Linked DNA regions of Mus musculus: regions 2 and 3 are each linked to region 1. A link is a contact called in public HiChIP or PLAC-seq data. All regions are on one chromosome and are shown on one strand. Each heading gives the region's core, a stretch centred on a gene start, on an enhancer-like site or on the middle of the called end of the contact. The rest is flanking DNA. Distances are from core to core; before and after follow the strand shown. Region 1 holds the start of Polb (polymerase (DNA directed), beta). Region 2 has its middle 21 kb from the start of Gm39140. Region 3 holds the start of Mrps31 (mitochondrial ribosomal protein S31).

Region 1 (4,594 bases), core at 1,289-3,788:
GATCTTGTACAGAGAAGAATTCAAGATGGATGAAGACCTTAATTTAAAACTTGAAACACTGGAACTTCTGGATGAAAATATAGGAAATACTCTCTATGACACTGGGGTGGGTAAAAACCTTCTGAACAGAGTTAATGCCCAGGAACTAGTCTCGGGCATCAACAGATGGGGCTACATGAAGTTAAAATGTTTTGACACGGGAAGAGAAACTATCAGCAAAAGCCAACAGCCTAAATAAGGGAGAAAATCCTTAAACCAGCTAGACTTCAGACAAGGGGCTAGTATGCAGGATTTACAAAGAAGTACAGAAATTGAATACCAAGGAGATCAAGCTGCCAATGAACACGTCTTTTGAACTGAAGAAACAGTTTAAAAAAAAAAAACAAAACCAATACATATCTCAAGAAATGTCCAATATCCCTAGTCATCAGGAACATGCACATTAAAACTACTTTGATATACCCACCTCACCCCAGTCACAACAGCAATCATCAAGGAATCTTATGACAAATGTTGGCGAGAATGTGGGAAAGAGGAACCCTTATTCACTGCTAGTGGAGGTGCAAACTAATGAACAACCATTGTGGAAATCAGTTCAGAGACTCGTCAAAAAAAAAATCCAAATAGTACTCACTTTTGAGTGATTCAGTATTCACTTCTGGGCATATACCCAAAGACTTCCACACCCTACCTGCAGATATTTGCACACCCATTTTTTTCTTTGCTGTTTCATTGACTATAGCAAGGAAATAAAACAAACCTACATATCCATCAACAAATAAATAGTGGACATCTGGTTATATATATACATATATATGTATGTGTGTGTGTGTGTATAATTCATCACCAAAGAAAAAGGAAATCACAGACTTTTCAAGATACAATATATAATATTATGTAAGGATACACACTCAAAAAGAAAAAAAAGCTGCATGTTCTATTTCATGTGTATTCTAGCCCACAGAGCATTGGTGTATACAAATATACAGGTGTATTCTAGCCCATAGAGAGTTAGTGTATACAAATAGACACTTAGGTATAGAGTAACATTTAGAAAGGAGAACAAGAAAGAGTGATACAAAGTAATCAGGACTTAATGCAGGAAAAGGACGGAAGGTGGAGGGAGAGCTAATGCTAATGGAGAGCGAATGCTATTCGCTTTTCTAGCTTTACCACAGTCCACACCGAAGTCCTCTGATCTCCAACCTAGTGAACTTGTTCCAAATGGTGCAGAACTTTTTAGTGGCAGCTTTGGGGGTGGACCTTGCTGCTTCTACAGGGATCACTCCAGTTGTCCCCCAAGCCCTCTTCCTCTTCATTATGTCTCCGTGCACAGGGACCTTCTGAGAGGTGTTTTCCAACTGTTCTGTCTAAATAGAGCTCATCTCGCCCCTCCTGAGGGCTGCCCCATTTCCTTGCCTTGTTTATCCGTGCAGTGTTGTGGTGGAGCTGAGGCCCCATTCCTGCTGAGCATGTCCTCTCACAGTGAATCACTCATTCTTGACTTGCTCTTAGGCCACTTTATTACCCCCTGCCAAGGACATGCGCACAGGACTTGACTTATCACTACTGTACATCCAGTAGCGAAAGCAGTGCCCTGTCCTTGCTAATAAAAATAACTCACTCACCTAAAACAACAACAATGCATTGCTGGACCTGGTGTTGCATACCTATCCCTAGCATCCAGGAGGCTGAGGCAGGAGGATTTCTATGAGTCTGAGGCCAGCCTGCTCTTCATAGTTCTAGGACAACCTGGGCTACATAGATACCCTATCTCAGAACAAAACAGAAACAAGAATAGAAATTTTAGAAGATAAGAGTGGAGTAGAAATGTAAAAGTGTATGTCCCCAAATAATAATACCTAAGTTGGATGACAAGCCCGTCATTGACTTCCCTTTTTCCTTCTATACTCTTTTCAGATTCACCCACACTAGTGTGTATCTTAATAACAATTTATGCCCAAACGAATTGCTGTGTTTGCAGTTAATATGGACCCCCATGAGGAACACTTATAAATGGCACAAGCGCTATATTTCAATTCAAGGACATTGTAAGGGGATCACATATAGAATATGAGTGTTCCATTGCTGTTTAGTTAAGTCAGACACTTCTTTCTTGGGGTCTTTTCCTAGCTTTAGCTTCTCCCACAAGAGGCATGGATACCGAAACAAACAAACGAACAAACAAAGCCAGAACACGTCTTTAGCCGACGGTTGGCATATTTCATTCCATGTTTTACATGGTGTCCAGAAGCACAGAGCAGCTCTTGGATTCTGACAGCAGAACCCGCGCCGGCACGCCTCACAAACAGTACAGGCCGTGTGTTCCATAGCTACTGTCCACAGCAGCCAACGTCCACCTCCGTCTGCATCTCGGGCTCTAAATCAGACTATTCTCAGACCAGGAGAGCAGATTTGATCTCTCAGGCTAACTCACCAGGAGGTAAACCTGACCTCCTAGCTCCCCTCCGCCCAGAGATTCCCCGCACCCGCACCCGCTAGCCCCGCCCCGTAGCCTGGCGCGTGACGTCACCGCGCTGCGCCCTGTCAGGCGCCGCCATTGTTCCACCGGTAAGACCCAGGTGTGGGTCCCCGGCGCCATGAGCAAACGCAAGGCGCCGCAGGAGACCCTCAACGGCGGCATCACGGACATGCTCGTGGGTGAGTCCCGGGCCGCCCTCCGGCTCCTCTGCTCAGCCGGGCCTCGCTTCTCCCACCCCCCCCCCCGCGGGTCGCAGCGCCCCGGCTGCGTCCGTCGCGGCCGCCGGTGGAGGAACCCGCCCACACCTCCATCCCGGGACCCGCGTTCGCGGGGGTGTGTGTACTTGTGTCCTCGAGCCCTTTGTTGTCTTTTCAGAACTCGCAAACTTTGAGAAGAACGTGAGCCAGGCGATCCACAAGTACAATGCGTACAGGTACGTTGTTAGCCGGCGTTCCAGGACATCCTAGTTTGCTGTCACTTAGCAGGGATGGAAAGCCGGTGCCCAGTGGTTCAAAGCTGAGTGGCACTTTATTTAACCTATACAGGGTTTTGGCAGGGCGTTATAGGGTTAATTCAGGAGACTGTACAGTTCCGACTGAAAATAGGTGTCTGATGCATATATTCCCACCATTAATCTTGAATTGACTGGAAATACAGTTTAAAAAACATAATAAACAACAGTAGACGAGATCTGAACTGTGAAATAGATGTAGTTCAGGAAATCGCCTTTCCTTCTGGATGGGCTGTCACCTTCCTGAAAACCAGTTGCCTGCCTATCACTACAAACCTCAGCGGGCACCTTCTCCTGGCCGCTCTTCCCACAGTCAGCTACTTAACCTATAAGCATCCCAAAGCCCCTCAGCTTCTAACAGTAAAAGTAAACTATCCTTGCTTTCCCCAAGCTAGCCCTTACAGCCTTACAGTTAGTGTTCTCCTATAGTCTGTTCCATGCCTGGATTTCCTCATTTGAAGTCGAATTATTATTATTATTATTATTATTATTATTATTATTATATGATTATTTGGGGGATTATAATTACATCATTTCCCCTTTTCCTCTCTCCAAACACTTCCATATATAACCCTCTATGATCTCTCAAATTCATAACCTCCTTTTTTCATTATATATATATATGTGCACATATATATACACACATATTTCGATACACATACATACACACACACATTTTCCTAAATACATAAATACAATCTGTTCCAACTGTGTAATGCTACTTGTATATTTTCAGGGATAACCAACTGATGTGTTAGGAAAGACTGTTTCCTGTAGTTCTTTGTGTAGGGTTGAGGTCCTGACCACTGTGGTGTGTCTGTCACATTCTTCCTTGTTCAGCTCATGTCTGGGCAGTCATGTTAGTAAGACCTTATGAGCATAGCTTCTGACATTACTGGGCAACACAGCCTTCCCGCCATTTCCCTGATGCTCTGACTCTCACAGTCTTCCCATTCCCTCTCCACAGTGTTCCCTGGGCCTTAGGCTTAGGAGTTATTTTATAGATGTATCCATTTAACTTGGCTCCATAACTCTGCATTTTGATTGGTTGTGCTTTTCTATAGTGGTCTCTGTTGCAAAGAGCAGTTTTCTTGATGAGAGGTGAAGGCTACATTTGCTGTGGGTATGTGAAGGCTACATTTGTCTGTGGGTATAAGGATGAACGTGTAGACTGTAGCTAGGGATTGTACTGCTTTGGGAAAGTGGTGGTTGTAGATTCTTCTCTCAGACCTATGACTTTGCTAGCCCTGGGTAGTTGTCTAGGTTGCTGGTAGCAGGTATGATTTACTTCCCTCTTGATGAGTGAATCTTAAGTCCAATTAAAGAGCTGTTGGTTACCACTGAGATATATGTGTCCCCACTGCACCCTTAGAGTTAGCATGCCGTGTAGGTCATTGTGCGTCATAGGTGTCATAGCTGTGTAGGACTGTTGGTGGATTCCCCCCTTTGGAAGCTTGCGTGGTGCCTTCTGATACCATGAAAGCCAGTCCTCAGAGAAGGGAGAGTTCAGGGCAGTGCTAGCTCAGAGGCCTCAGAAATGCATTATTTCTTCAGCAATAGGAACTTACCTTCTACTTCTTTGGTGGCTTTTAGGGTACCAC
Region 2 (4,285 bases), core at 52-2,551, 220 kb after region 1:
GTCTTTGAGTCACTTCTGCTCCTGCAAGTAACCCCTCACCTATATCCCTGGAAATAACCCAAACACAACTCATAAGTTTACCAAGTTGGACGTTGACAGTATCTGTACGTTGGTCTGTCATGGGCTCCCAATCTACTCCCAGTGGGTGAGTAGATGGGTGTGTTGTATCTCTCTGGGGACAATCTTGTCACATAACAGGAGTAGCAGAGTCACACACACGTATTCCCATGATCTATTACAGACAGGTGTTTTTGTGGAGAGTCACGAACTTGTATTTCTTCTATCAGGTAGTTCTGTATATGCTGGTGCACACACATGCATTTCCTATCCCTGTCATAACTGGAAAGCTGTGTGTAGTAGTTTTTCTCATACACATCTTCCCTAGATCTGTTGTAATTAGGGTTATATGTATAGACACACACACACACACACACACACACACACACACACACACACACAAACACACTATATATATATATATATATGTATATATATATATATATATATATATATCCCTGTTATAGTTAGATGTGGTGATTTAAATGAAAAGGCCTTCATAAGCTCATATATTTGAGTATTTGGTTCCCAATTAGTGAACACCTTTGGGAACCATTAGGAGGTGTGGCCTTGTTGGAGGAGGTGTGTCCTTGGGGCTGGGGGCTTTGAGGTTCAAAAAAAAAAAAAAAAAAGCCCACACCAGGTCCAGTCTCCCTCTCTTTCACAAACTCCACCATACCTAGGCCTAGGACTCCATGGGGTGGTGTTGGGACATAGAATACATGTGAATAGGCATGCCCAGGTTACCACATAGCAGCTCTGGGAAATGGAAGGCATGCAAACAGGCATGACCAAGCTTGCCTCCTGGTGTCAGTGGGACAGGGACTGAGTCCAAAGAGGTTGAACCAGGTTGCCATGGGCACTGCTGGGACACCATACATGTGAGACTAGGAGAGATCATGCTACCACATGGTGGCTCTGGGTCACAGCAGAACTGTGAACTATGTGGCCGGGCCACCACTTGGAGGTCCTGGGACACGGCAAGCATGTGGACATGTTCAGACATGTACCATTGCTCAGACATGGTGAGCATGCAAACAGGCATGCCCAGGCTGTCGTGTGGTGGTGGTCGGACTTGGCAAGTGTGCCAACAGGTGTGCTCAGGCTAGGAGGCAGTAGCACTGGAACATAGCAGGCACGGCAGCAGGTGTGAACCAATGTTCCCAGACAAATAAAGGCATGCCCAGGCTCCTAAGTGTTGGTGCTGGGACAGGTTTGCAGGCAAACAGGCAATACTCCACCAAGTGGCAAATCTGGGACATGGCAGGCATTTAGTAAATGTCTCTGACAAGTCTGCCACATGGCAGCCCTGGGATGTGATAGGCCACCATGTGGCAGCCGCCCAGACCACTAGGTAGCAATGCGGGGGACATGGTATGTGTGTGAACAGGAGAGCTCAGGATGTCACGCAATGGCGTAGAGACACAGAATGTATATACCCTACAGCTGCCTAGAGATGTGGCAGGTGAGAATAGGCATGCCTGGCCACCACTTGGCAGCACTGGCATATGGTAGGTGTGCAAATGCATGTGTCCAAGCCACTCCACAATGGTGCTGGGATATGGTGCAGATGTGTCCTGGCTGCTGGCTGGCAAGGCTAAGACATAGTAGGTGTGCTAGCAGGTATGATCTGGCTAGTGATTTGAGGCTCTGGGACACAATATATGTGCAGACAGGTGAGCATGGGCTCATGTGTTGGCACTGGAACATAGCAGGCATGTGAACGGGCATGTCCAGGCAGTGCTGGAACATGACATACATATGAACTGGCATGCCCAGGCAGTGCTGGAACATGACATACATATGAACTGGCATGCTCAGGCAGTGCTGGAACATAACATACATATGAACTGGCATGCCCAGGCAGTGCTGGAACATAACATACATATGAACTGGCATGCCCAGGCAGTGCTGAAACATGACATACATATGAACTGGCATGCCCAGGCAGTGCTGGAACATGATATACATATGAACTACCATGTCCAAGCAGCCATGTGAAAAGGTGTGCCAAGTCTGCCACATGGAGGTCCTGGAACATGGTAAGCAGGCAAAGAAGTGTGCACAAACCATAACTTGGCAGCCCCGGGACATAGTAGGTGTGTGAATCGGTAGGTATTCTCAGGCAGTCACATGCTGGTACTAGGACACAGAAATCATGCAAACTGGTGTGCCCTGGCAGCTATGTGTCATGGCTGGGACACGGCATGCATACAAGCAGGCACACCCAAGCCACTGCTTGGCAGTGCTTGAACACAGTTGCATGCACACAGGTGAAACCAGCCTGCATTGTGGTGGTGTTGGGATATGGTACATATGTGAACAGGCATGTCCAGGCTGCCATGTAGTGGCCCTGGGACACAGCAAGCATCTGATACCCCTGGGCATTTAACTGTCATGCCCAGGAGATGACATAATGGTGGTGTGACCTGGCAAGTGTGTAAGCAGGCTTGCTGAAGCCACCACATGGTGGCACTAGGGCATGGTAAGCAAATGAATAGATGTGCCCAGGCCACCATGAGGTGGTGCTTGGATAAGGCACGTCTGTTATCATAACCCCACCACCAACGCCCCTCAGTTAACCAAGCTCAGAACAGGCACCAAATGTCCTAGCCACCAAAGGTAGTGCTGGGACACGGTGGATTTGTGAACAAGCAAGCCTACTCTGCCATGTGTAGGTGGTGGAACAGCGCCACCATGTGGCAGCTCTGGGAAATAGCGTGTGTGCGAATAGACATGTCAGAATGCTGGGACACAGAGTTCCTGTAAACACGAGGCTACACTGCCTTAGCAGGGTACGGGTGCAGACAGCCATGCCCAGCCTACCACATTGCACCCCAGGGACAAAAATGGCCTTCAGACTAGTGTGTCCAGGACACCATTTAGTGGCTCTGGGATGTGGCAAGTGTGCAAACAGGTATGCTGGGGCCACCATGTTCCAGAGCTAGGGCAAGGTATGTGTGTTGAAAAGGTGTGCCCAGGTGATCAAGTGGCAGCCCAGTGGCCAAGTGGCCATCCTGGGACACAGCAGGTAGTGTGAGCCTGAAATGGAAAGGCTTCTAATTAAGACAGTTAGTTTTGCCTTTAGCAAGCAGGTTTGCTGTCTAGACAGATATTGGTGGCAGTCCCTGCTCGCAGAAGAGCAGGTGTTACACTCTGCAGAAAAGAGGCAGGGCGAGCAGGTTCACAGAGAGAAGCCGTCAGTAGAGCAGCGTTGGCTCTGATGTCCCAGGCCAGGGACACTTCCTTATCTTTTCTTTTCTTTTCTATTTTCTCCCCCCCCCCCTTTCGCTCTGCCCCGCTTGCCCATAGGTCTTTTATTTGTTTCTCATTAAGGATGGTTGTGAGCCATCATGTGGTTGCTGGGATTTGAACTCATGACCTCCAGAAGAGCAGTTAGTGCTCTTAACTGCTGAACCATCTCACCAGCCCTTCTCGCCTTTTCTTATTCCCGTGTAACCAAATATTTCTCTAGTAAGCTTGCTAATCACAATTAATATGAAAACTTATTGTTTTCCTTTTCTTATTCAACTGTGCCCTGCCTGGTTCTCCCCTTCTGGGGTAAAAAAAAAAAGAATAGCTTATTATTATTTTTTAAATTGGAAATATAGTTTTTCATGCTCTATATTCTGATGGTTTCCCACACCCAAACTCCTCCCAGATTCTCCGTTTCCTCACTGACCAACATCCACAGCCTTTCTTTCGCTCTCTCTTTCCTTCCTTCCTTCCTTCTTTCTTTCTTTCTTTCTTTCTTTCTTTCTTTCTTTCAGCGGAAAACAAATATCTATCTAACTAAATATATATAAATAAAATAAAGCAAAAAAACAGGACCTTTCCTTTGTATTGGTGACTGATCAGGGTGAACAGATGTTTGGTCGCCCCAGGAGGAGTGAGTACAACAGCCTTGGACACCCACTCTATCCTTCAGTTTTTCCATCTGAATCTTCAGTAGTTTAACAGAATAGAGGACTATGATTATGACAGATCTCTGAGAAAGGTAAACTGACCAACAGGGAGAGAAACCCTATATAGAAGACAAGGGAGATGCCAAACTTTCAGCTTTTTCCTCACCCTACTGTCCTCCATCAGCCCACGCTGCTCAGACATGGTCAAGGCTGGTCCTGGATGTGTTTACCTGAGGCTGTGAGTGTTAGCTCAAAACTGATGGAGGAGCCACGGGGAAGAAAGGAAAGCAGAAACCAGCGTCTCCAAAGACAGAATTGTCCTT
Region 3 (4,599 bases), core at 1,212-3,711, 240 kb after region 1:
GACAATTACATCAGCGAATAAAAAATACTTTTACACTCCATCTTCTTCATTACCTGGCTTTTCAACTATAGTTGCTTCCAACATCCTGTTTCATGGCTCAATTGGTTTATCATGTGGTATGGTGAGCAGTCAGACTGTGGCCCAGTAAACAGTTTCTACCTTTAGGATGCTAATGGCTACAGTACTGTTTCTTAGTCTTTAAAACACACAGAAATTACCTATCCTACTTGCTAAAATGTAGATTCTTTGGTCCCACAACATAATTCTGACTTAGCACCTTCAAGAAGGAACTAAAAATTTTACATTTTAAACAAGTTCCCAAGTGATGCTGGCACCACTAGTTAGAAGACTTCTTTTGAATAGCTATGCTACTTAATCCTTATGATTTTACAAAAATACATTCTCATTTTATAAAAAAAAGAAGCTGATGCTCTAAAGGCCGTAGGACTTCTGACCTGCTGCAGCGCACAGGCAATGGGTTCACGAGTTTTCACATTTGGAATGGAGTGGGGGAATTTGCATTTTAACTAAAACCCAAGATAACTCAGTTGCAATTTGTTCTCTGGATTACATATTATTAATAGTGTATTATTATTAGTATAGTAAATTAATAATGTGTTATTAATATGTATCAAATTGTCAAAGTTAGCAATTGGCATCCCCAGGCTTGGAACACTTTAATGCAAAAAAAATTTTCCCAAACTCTGAAACTATATAATTTGCTTATGAAAATGCCAGAGTTAGCCGGGCGTGGTGGCACACGCTTTTAATCCCAGCACTTGGGAAGCAGAGGCAGGCGGATTTCTGAGTTCGAGGCCAGCCTGGTCTACAGAGCGCGTTCCAGGACAGCCAGGACTACACAGAGAAACCCTGTCTCGAAAAACCAAAAAAAAAAAAAAAAAAAAAAAAAAAAAAAGAAAAGAAAATGCCGGAGTGAAAAATAAGTTACAAAGGGAAGTACTGTCATGACCAATACACAGAACTCTTGAGATATCAATATGATACAATTCAAACAGTTATTATTTCTGAAAGTTAATGTTGAAGGTACCTTGACATAGGAAAATCAGAAGAACAAGTCACACATATTAATTTTATTTAGCACAACGTTTCCTTTCAAGAGTGCTCTGACACTACACACACACACACACAAAACCTGTATTACAGGAAAACCATGAATGTTCCCTAGCATAAAGTAATAAAACTATTATCCTAAATGCTCATATGAGCTTTTTTTTTCTTTGAGAATACCTCATGAGCTTCCACTAATTTTGAAGCCCTGAATTCAAATCCCCAACATCACCAAAAGCACCACATGGCTTCCCTCAGAGACTGACTTCACATTTTTCACCCTGCAGTGTAGGATCCTACAATAAAAATTCATCTTGCAAGTTTAAAATGCTAAGACATTTTAGAATCTTTCTGAAACATCTTTCTCCTTCTGTCAGTTCTCTAGAGCAATCAGCAGAAATAGTCACTCCTTTTGACCACTCCGTTACTTCATTATAGGTCACATCCTGTTCACTTTATTTTGTGCAGACTCCTTCACGGAGTTGATCCTTTCCATCTCCACTGCTATCTTGCTTCAGCACTGAGATAGGCGTTGAGGACAGGCGTGCCCAGAAAGAATACCATGAACCTCTTACAACTTCGAGATGTCTCTATTTGCTCTCCTCTAGTTATCTGTTGAGAGAATGAACTCTGTGCTTACCCATGCTATCTTCACTCTACTTGAATCACCTCCTCAATGGAAGTATACTACTGTCCAGAATGGTAGGACTGTTTTATTCGGAGCTCAACATCGGTAGCTGACATAAACGCACTTTAAATAATGCAGTAGGGAATAAAGGAGGGAAGCATTAACGAGGCTATAAAAATTCTTGGGAAGCATAGAAGATGAAAGAAAACGACCTCTCTTTTCGAGTCCGTACAAAGAGAAGTAACAGCAAGCAGGATGAGGGATAGATTTGCAGCAGAAAGACCGCGGGACAAGAAACAAGACTTGTTGTTATGGCTGTTTGCCACACTCATCACGGCATCGGACAAGCTGCCTTGTCCTTCTACGATTTCTTTCTACCCACACTTCGAACAACCGCTTCCAAGAGCCTACGCTTACAGTATCCAACCCCGGGGGCTGGAAAAAAATGTCGCTGCAAGGCAAGTAGAGGGCAAGCGAGCCCTGGAAGCCCGGCGCGGCCAATAGCTCTGGGCCACCTTACCTCACAGCTCCGGACTGAGCCGCGGGTAGCACAGCCACCGAGACGTCCCGGTTTCCACAGGACAAAGGGAGGCCCGAGAAAGGGCGAGGGCGTAGAAATGCCGGGATTCTGTGGAGCATCGTGTAAATACAAACTCAAACCAGAGCACAGCCGGAAGCACAAGCGCCAAGAAGTGCACAGCTGAACTGGTTCGTCCCTCTGCCAAAAATGTCCTCCGAGATGTTTTCCAGCCTGCACTGTTCCGCTCCTTTTGGATTCCGGTAGGAAACGGAGACCAATCATTATGTTCCTGGGTCTTTGGCTGGCTCGATCCTGCTGCTTCCTTTTTGGATGGAGTGGATATCGAGGTTCCATAAAGATGCAGACCGGAGAAAGTGAACAGGATGAACAACTGAGCTGACTGGAGCCGTAGAGAACTAACAGAACTCCCTGTCCTGCCCTTCCGTGAGTGACGGGGCGAGTCCGCAGCGGTTGTCTCTGTGACAGTTGCTCCTGGTCAAGGTCTGGGGCTAGGTGTTCCTCACCTCTTTTCCGATGAATTAAAAGGAAACAATCCCACGGATTTGCAAAATAAGCAAGATAATTTGAGTCAAGCGATAGTGCAAATTAAAGATGGACTTGCTGTCAATATTGATGGATGCACATGAGGGAAATTGCTAAGGGATCGTGGTTGTTGCTGGAGCCTTCTTTTATGGGGACTGTGGATGAGAACTCCTGGAAAGAAGTTGTGACTGCAGAGACTGATCGGCTGATTAGAACCGTAGTACTTTAGAGAGATTGGAATGTTGCAGGTCTAGAAATTAATTTAATTATCTTATTTTGGGCTGGTTCTAGCACCTCCCCAACCCGGACAACCAGTCCTTGCCACCTCTGTTGGAACTAACCCTTTGAATCTTAGGCCTATAGACCTATTAGAAAAGCTTCCCCAACTTGCTGTATCTACTCCTCTGATATACCCACCGATGTACTTTAACCTTGATTTATAATTTACCTTGTTCTGTAAAACTATAAAAATTTAATGAAACTACTTCCATGTTTGAATGTGGGAACTTGGGTTAATCAAGATCTGTGTATCTGAGCCACAGTCTCTCAAAATGGCTCCAGAATAAAATATCTCTCATTCCATTTAGGATAAGAGTACCAGGGTTTCTGTTTGTTTGTTTTTAACATGGACAATTATAGCGCCACGATATGGGGATCCAAGACAGATCCGGTTCACCTGATGAATCTCTGAATGGAAACTGAGTACCTGCATGGACCCATTGAATTCAGACCAGCTAGTGTTATTTTCTCAGGGATTTTTTTTTTTTTTTGCAACGGTACAGACAATTTTATTACAACTCTTTTCAAGCTTCAAAATGCATTTATCACTGAGGTTAGATCTAATATATAATATACTATATTAATTACAAGGCAGAAGGCATTTATAATCAAATATATTGCATTTCTCTGTACTGGCCAAATATATCTTTGTAAGAACAGGAGCAACAACACACAGTAGTTTATAACTCCAAGTATATTCCTCCAATATCAGAAACATTAAATTAAAACTTATTTTATGCCATTTTCCTCCAACATAAAGATGCATCAAAGCTATCTTCTACATGTCTTAGTGTTGACACTGATAGAACCTAGTGGGGAAACCCCCACTCAATTCCAGATTCAGCGGGCACCCAAAGAATCATGAATAGACCACCCTGATGTAGTTACATGAGGTAGTTTAATGACGGAGCTCCGGACCAACATGCAGCCTACACAGGAGATAATGGATGTCGGCCATGAGGTTCAGAAGCTAGGGGTTTTTATGGGGTAAGGGGCTTAGGGGTGTGGAATTCAGCATAGCAACACACTATTGGCTTATTCAAACATCAGCAGAAAAATTACATGTACGTGCAGGGTGTCAGAGTTCTGTGAGTTGTTGACTCAGTTCAGATAGCCCTGTTATGTCCTCACATTCCTCTTTATCTTTAAGGTTAAGCTGTTCCCAGGAATATTTTAACTACGGGGCATACCCGGGTTAGTTTTTTCTTTTTTCTCAGCCCCAGGCAGCCTCTAGGCTCACAAACAACCAGCAATTTCTGAGTACTTTATATGACTTACAGGTCTTGAAATTTCATCTTTCTTTCAACACCTAAAAAGTTATGTATTCCGTGAAAACACCCACTACCATATATATGTGTGTGTGTGTGTGTGTGTGTGTGTGTGTGTGTATTTCCTTTAGTAGATAAAAGGATCTTTAAAATTAACTAAAGTAAAAGAATACTGTTTCCCCCACTGCAAGCAAGGGTAAAATATCTCGTTTTGTTTTGTTTTGTTTTGTTGTTGTAGCCACCTAAACAGTGCCAGCTTTTGAAGACACCTACGTCTACAGTGAGCTCTACTA

Evidence for each region. HiChIP or PLAC-seq counts read pairs in DNA pulled down with a chosen protein or histone mark.
Region 2: an H3K4me3 HiChIP or PLAC-seq map of embryonic stem cells shows a contact between it and region 1, with 5 times the contacts expected there. The contact joins the enhancer-like site here to the promoter of Polb in region 1. A contact is called at or near these places in 3 of 39 promoter capture datasets (the C10 cell line, cranial neural crest and maxillary cranial neural crest), 3 of 484 Hi-C or Micro-C datasets (the HL-1 cell line and embryonic stem cells), 6 of 115 datasets of contacts at active chromatin or transcription factors (bone marrow-derived macrophages, embryonic stem cells, neural tube and 2 more) and 3 of 9 other capture datasets (adipose tissue, embryonic stem cells and liver).
Region 3: a contact with region 1 is called in a FOXA1 HiChIP or PLAC-seq map of pancreatic cancer cells. The contact joins the promoter of Mrps31 here to the promoter of Polb in region 1. A contact is called at or near these places in 9 of 39 promoter capture datasets (the C10 cell line, the HPC-7 cell line, cranial neural crest and 4 more), 5 of 115 datasets of contacts at active chromatin or transcription factors (the SCID.adh cell line, embryonic stem cells, memory CD8 T cells and 2 more) and 3 of 9 other capture datasets (adipose tissue, liver and pancreatic islet).

Annotation. Positions count from the first base shown.
Region 1 is chr8:22,651,381-22,655,974 of GRCm38.p6, reverse strand. Polb (polymerase (DNA directed), beta) reads left to right here and starts at 2,538. Exons shown (of 14, transcript NM_011130.2): 1 at 2,538-2,661; 2 at 2,858-2,915. The coding sequence starts at 2,601.
Region 2 is chr8:22,431,632-22,435,916 of GRCm38.p6, reverse strand. No RefSeq gene overlaps it. Among named protein-coding and RNA genes, the nearest start is that of Gm39140, 21 kb to the left of the region's middle. Within about 2 kb of position 1,301, at least 148 of the 459 cell types and tissues checked have an H3K27ac peak or open chromatin away from gene starts, as enhancers often do. A contact at or near this core is called in the HL-1 cell line, embryonic stem cells, pro-B cells and 1 more, where this site is marked.
Region 3 is chr8:22,409,202-22,413,800 of GRCm38.p6, reverse strand. Mrps31 (mitochondrial ribosomal protein S31) reads right to left here and starts at 2,461. Exons shown (of 7, transcript NM_020560.2): 1 at 2,217-2,461. The coding sequence starts at 2,335.